Linked DNA regions of Mus musculus: region 1 is linked to region 2. A link is a contact called in public HiChIP or PLAC-seq data. All regions are on one chromosome and are shown on one strand. The core of a region is the stretch at or near the end of the contact, and the rest is flanking DNA. Distances in the headings are between cores, read along the strand shown. Region 1 holds the start of Abo (ABO blood group (transferase A, alpha 1-3-N-acetylgalactosaminyltransferase, transferase B, alpha 1-3-galactosyltransferase)). Region 2 has its middle 38 kb from the start of Abo.

What was found. HiChIP or PLAC-seq counts read pairs in DNA pulled down with a chosen protein or histone mark.
Region 1: an H3K27ac HiChIP or PLAC-seq map of embryonic stem cells shows a contact between it and region 2, with 8 read pairs. The contact joins the promoter of Abo here to the enhancer-like site in region 2. A contact is called at or near these places in 1 of 39 promoter capture datasets (macrophages), 1 of 115 datasets of contacts at active chromatin or transcription factors (embryonic stem cells) and 4 of 9 other capture datasets (adipose tissue, embryonic stem cells, liver and 1 more).

What each region holds. Positions count from the first base shown.
Region 1 is chr2:26,863,668-26,866,367 of GRCm38.p6, forward strand. It overlaps Abo (ABO blood group (transferase A, alpha 1-3-N-acetylgalactosaminyltransferase, transferase B, alpha 1-3-galactosyltransferase)), which reads right to left and starts at 1,328. Exons shown (of 6, transcript NM_030718.5): 1 at 1,204-1,328. The coding sequence starts at 1,216.
Region 2 is chr2:26,825,452-26,828,151 of GRCm38.p6, forward strand. No RefSeq gene overlaps it. Among named protein-coding and RNA genes, the nearest start is that of Abo, 38 kb to the right of the region's middle. Within about 2 kb of position 1,365, at least 2 of the 459 cell types and tissues checked have an H3K27ac peak or open chromatin away from gene starts, as enhancers often do. A contact at or near this core is called in embryonic stem cells, where this site is marked.

The DNA.
Region 1 (2,700 bases), core at 78-2,577, 38 kb after region 2:
AAATTCACCAGAATAGAAAGTTGTGCAGTCCTACTTAAAATGAATGTATTTAAAGATGCTGAACTTTTTACTTAAAATTGCTAAGATTGGCCATAAGATGGCATAGTAGGTAGAGCCTTCCTTCCTGCATAAGCTTGACAACCTGGGCCTGAGCTCGGGAACCCAGGAGTTAGAAGAAAAGCTCCTCCACAGAGTTCCCACTGATCCCCTCGCGCATGCCAATGTGTACATGTTCACATGTACACATCACACACAAAAATAAATAAGAAAACTCTATCTTCTTTGTTATGGGGAAAATGTTTCAGATGGTTATTTTGTTTTATGTATTTTTACCACAGGAAGAAAGGATGGAGAGTGAAAAGTGAGTTTGCACTGTCGAGGGTCTTGAGCCATCAAGGGTCAATATTCCGGTGTTCATGCCTGGGGAGTCAATCTTGCTGGTCACCTTTGTGCTGACTAGGATTTAGACAATGGTGTCAGTCTGTAAGATCCGGGCCCACGGATGGGGTGAGGCACAGTCACCACTAAAACTAGAATAGAAACTAAGTGGACTTTGTACTCTCTTGTATTCCTCACAGGTAGCACACACTTTTGGCAAAAAGAAATTCTCTTCCAGGATTAATTTTGCTTTGTTTGTGTGTTTCTTTGTGTAGTACTAAGAATATTTCTTTGCTATTGAATTGACCCTAGCTTGACCAGGTGAGGGCTGGGGAGCCAACCCCACCCTTCCTCCCAGTCACCCCTTCCCTCCAGCCCTGCAGGATTACTGGACTCAGCCACCTGGAGTCTCCTGCCCTTGGCCTCCTTCCCCTTCTCCCCACAGGTGGCCTGGACTCCTAGGAGCTCCTGCAGGGCCTGATTCATAGCCACTGACCACCACCTGTGTTCTGGAATAGCTAGCGTGTGGGGAAGAGGATGTCCAGTAAAGGGCAGACAGATCACGTACATTCAGTGCCCTCCCTCAGCAGCTTTGCCTAGTCAGATCAGAATTTTCCACTGTGACTCTGGCCCCACTTACCCACCTTTTGACAGTACTCATGCACAAACACAGATCCAGGGACACTCGGGGCTCCTGCCAGCCCAGCCCAGCCTGCCTGGCCCTGCCCCATCTGAGCCTCTGACCCCAGCAGCAAAGAAGCCCGGTCCAGATGGTAGACAATCGATGGAGGGTGCCCACAGCCAGCCCCTTATTCCTCAGCTCACCTCTGAGATTCATGTCAGAACCCAGGATGGTTCAGTGTCTGTGCAGCAAGCTGTTAGGCACAGGCCAGGTCTCAGGCACACAGGAGAACTCACCCCCAGGGGAGATAATACACAGCTCTGAACACCTGTGGGCGGGGAAGAACTCTGGCAGACTTCTGATTTGCCCAGGCGTGTGTACAGGAACCAAGTGTCCTCAGACAGGTATCTCCAACCACAGGTCACATCACAGGGACTGTGGGTGATTCTCCTCTGCTGTCATGCTCTAACCTGACTTTGCTATGGTCCTCAAGTCTGTCCCACTGTCTTCTTCAGCTTGCTTTGTCTCTCCCTCCTCTCTCTCCCTCCCCCCTCTCCTTCCTCTGCCTTTCCTCTTCCTCCCCCTCATCTTTTCCAGTCTTTTCTCTCACGCCATCTCTTTATTTCTGTACCTCTCTGCAAGATGTCATGTATCCCAAGGCTGGCCTAAACTTGACTATGTAAATCATGCTGTCCTTAAACTCACATAGATCTTGTCTCCATCTCTCAATCTTGTCAACTTAATCTAGAAAAACGTCATGTGAACCAAAGTTCCCTCGAAAGAAGCTAAACCTTCCAAGTACCTTCTACAAGGCTAACTGACTAATGATGGAGAAGTAAGACTGTCGCCATACCAGTCTAATTACAGTTTACCTTGGGCTAATGTCACCTTCCTTAATAGCCATTATTTATCCACCTCTCTGTCTGAACTAATATCTTTGTAACAACAAAAAAGTGTTAATGTATTAGCCTAACACATGATTTTTTCTATCAATCAAAAGGCTAAGAACTGGGACTGGTGAGATGGCTCAGCAGTTAAGAGCACTGACTGATCTTCTGGAGGTCCTGAGTTCAAATCCCAGTAACCACATGGTGGCTCACAACCACCCATAATGAGATCTGAAGACAGCTACAGTGTACTTACATATAATAAATAAAATCTTTAAAAAAAAAAAAAAGGCTAAGAACTGATTGATCTGCCCCAAGCTTTTAGATGAGGAAAAGTAAAGTCGACCGCCATGTACATGAACAGTCGTCGTGCTTTTACTACTGGGCATGCACACTGCATGATCTATGGAGCTTGCGCACACACGTGGGGGTAGGGGAACAGGGAGAGAGAGAAAGAGAGAGACAGAGACTGAGAGAGAGAGACAGAGAGAGACAGAGAGAGGCAGAGAGAGAGAGAGATTCTCACTGCTGGGTAAAAGGACATTAAAAACAAGGAAAAGATTCTTGGCTCTCCTACAGGCTATTTGGCTTTCCCTACAAATTGCTGTCCTCCACTGCCAGGGTGCTCACCTGTCTGCCTAACAAATGATAAATGGTCCTAGGACCAGTGGGGCTAATTAATATTCTGATGACATATCCTGACCCAGTTCTGCCTGAGACCATGGTAAAGAAGATACACACCGGTTGATGGAGGGCACCAGAGAGAATGGCCAATCTCCCAAAAACCACTGGCAGGTCTCTGGGGTCTAACTG
Region 2 (2,700 bases), core at 115-2,614:
TGAAAGAAGTTACACAGACAAAATGTGGAGCAAAGACTGAAGGAATGATCATCCAGAAACTGCCCCACCTGAGGATCCATCCCATATACAATTATCAAACCCAGACACTTTTTTGGATGCCAACAAGTGTTTGTTGACAGGAGCCTGATATAGCTCTCTCCGAGAGGCTCTGCCAGTGCCTGACAAATACAGAAGTGGATGCTCACAGTCATCCGCAATGAAGGAACTGAAGAAGAACCTAAGGAGCTGAAGGGGTTCACAGCCCCCTAGGAAGAACAACAATATGAACTAACCAGTACCCCCAGAGCTCCCAGGGACTAAACTACCAACCAAAGAGGAGAAACTCAAGGAATAACTCTGGCTACTGGGGAAAGAATGACCTGCATTTGCCAGGGTAGACAACACAGCCACTATCCACCATCCAGAAAAACATGGTGGTGGCCTAGAACAGACTGGTAGAGGTAGAGCTTAGGTGCGCCAAGCTGGCTGGATTGGCAAGCTGTGTTTGAGATGGTGGCAGAGGGAAGTCATTGACAAATGCTGGAGCATGCAAAAGTGTCCCATCCCAAACTGGGGACCAAGGAAAGGAGGCAGGGCAGTGAGTAGGAAGGTTTTAGGGCAGGGACCTAATAGGGGCAGGGATGGTCAGGAACCACAAGGATGGAAGCAGATATCCTGAAGAGGTAGAACTGTGCATGTGGCCCTCAGCATAGGGCAGGATGGAATCAGCCTATGGATGGACATGAGCACAGCAGTGGCCAGAACAGCATCCTGGGCTAACAGGGTCTCATAATGACCCAATAAAGGTGACCAACAAGACTCGGAAAAGTAAAATAAGATCCACCCTGCCAGTAAAGAGACCCAGTTCTCACGGATGCCATCAACAGAGACCTACCCAACCTCCCTTCCATTCCACTGTCCTCTTCCAGAGACCCCATTACAGAACAAGAACAAATGGCCCTCAAAGTCCTTCTATGAAAACCCAAACAACCCCATGAGAAATGCTCTAAGGAAAGAAGGTTCCAGGTAGAGACACAAGCCCAAAGTCATATGTGAGCACAGAGCATCCAAGTCAGACACAGACTAACTGGTCAGCACTTTATAAAAGTGATAGACACATTTACCAGGAAATCAGAGAGCACCCAGTCAGCACAATTCACAGGGCTGAACTGAGTGAAGGTCACGGCTGAGGCTTCTGGCTATGGACACTGAGAGAGTGGGGCCATTATCTGATCCAAAAGCCCTCACAGCTTGACCTGCCAACAGGAGGCTGGGTCATGCAGACATCCCTTGCCTGGGCTGCTGTCTGAAGCCATGTTGATGTCTAATGACTGCTCAGAGCTAACCACACCTCCACACACACTGGCTGCAGCACTCAGGAGAGCAGCCCTGCATCTCACCTTAGCAGCACAATGTATCTGGCACTGGTCTCATGGGTGAGGAAGACCCAGCCCCAAGGGCACAAACATAAGAGAGGTGGCTATGACCCTCACTGGGGCAGTGCTGGAGAGCAGTGGATTGAACAACTGTGAGTTGGTCTACCCCAACATCTACCCCATGTATGAACTGCTGGAGCACATGAAGGGGCTGGTCCCACAGAGCCAAAACTGCAGGATCTCTATGACACAGGGCAACAGGATATCCCAATGAGGATTCAGTATTGATAGATAGCGTAGCAGAACCCAGAGACCTTGCAGCAGATCAATGACGCATTGCAATGAACATTTTCAAGTAAAGATGTATGGACAAAAGGGCATACTGTGTGACATACTGTGACACACTACAGCTTCCACAGCTTGGGAGTTTGTTTTGTTTAATTTTTATTGTTTGTTTACATTTGGGGGGGGGTTACAAGGGCAGAGAGCAGATACAAATGTTGTGTTTTATAAAACAGCAGTGACACAGCAGGAGGGAGCACTGTGGCAGACCCAGCCAACATGTGCCCCTGAGGAACCAGCCATACAAAGGGCTTAGTATAAAAGAGGTTAATTGGCAGGAAGGGAACCTGGAGAAGGAGGCAGAGGCAGAGGAGAAAGGAGGGGTACTGAAAAGAGAGAAGGCCAGAAAGAGAGAGGGAGAGAGGAGGAGGCCAGCCAGGGACATGTGTGGGAGAGAGTATAAATGGAGGTGGGGGGGTGGGTGGGAGTGGGGGTGAGAGAACAAGTAGTCTTCTTATATGCCTAGCTCCTGGCTCATACCTGGCAGGTGGAGATGCAAGCTTTTGCTAGGTGACTGTTGGGCAGAGCCTGGAGGAAATGCTAACATTCCTCCATTTTGGTTTAATTTAAGTGTCCTCATTTAAATTTAGAAAGAGGTGAGGGTGAGAAAGGAGTGGGGTCATTGTATTCCTTAACTACTTCCTGCTGACCTTGAGGTGACAGTTGTGTTCTGAAACCTAATTGGGGCTCCTGGTCAAGTCCTAGGAGAGCTGGCTATTCCATTGTTGACCAGGGTCTGTGGAATCATCTGTGGCTAAGAAAGTGCAGGCACCATAGAAGCACCTGTGAGGGTAAACCGGACCATCTGTGGTTAGCTTCTCTAGTGCTGTCCTAGATTCAGATTTTGACTGGACTTGGCAGGATGCTGAAACATACATACATACATGCATACATACATATATACATACATACATACATATTAAAGGCAGAAAATAAGTAAGTTTGAGAGAAAAACTTTTTCTTAGGTGTACATTTGAAACCC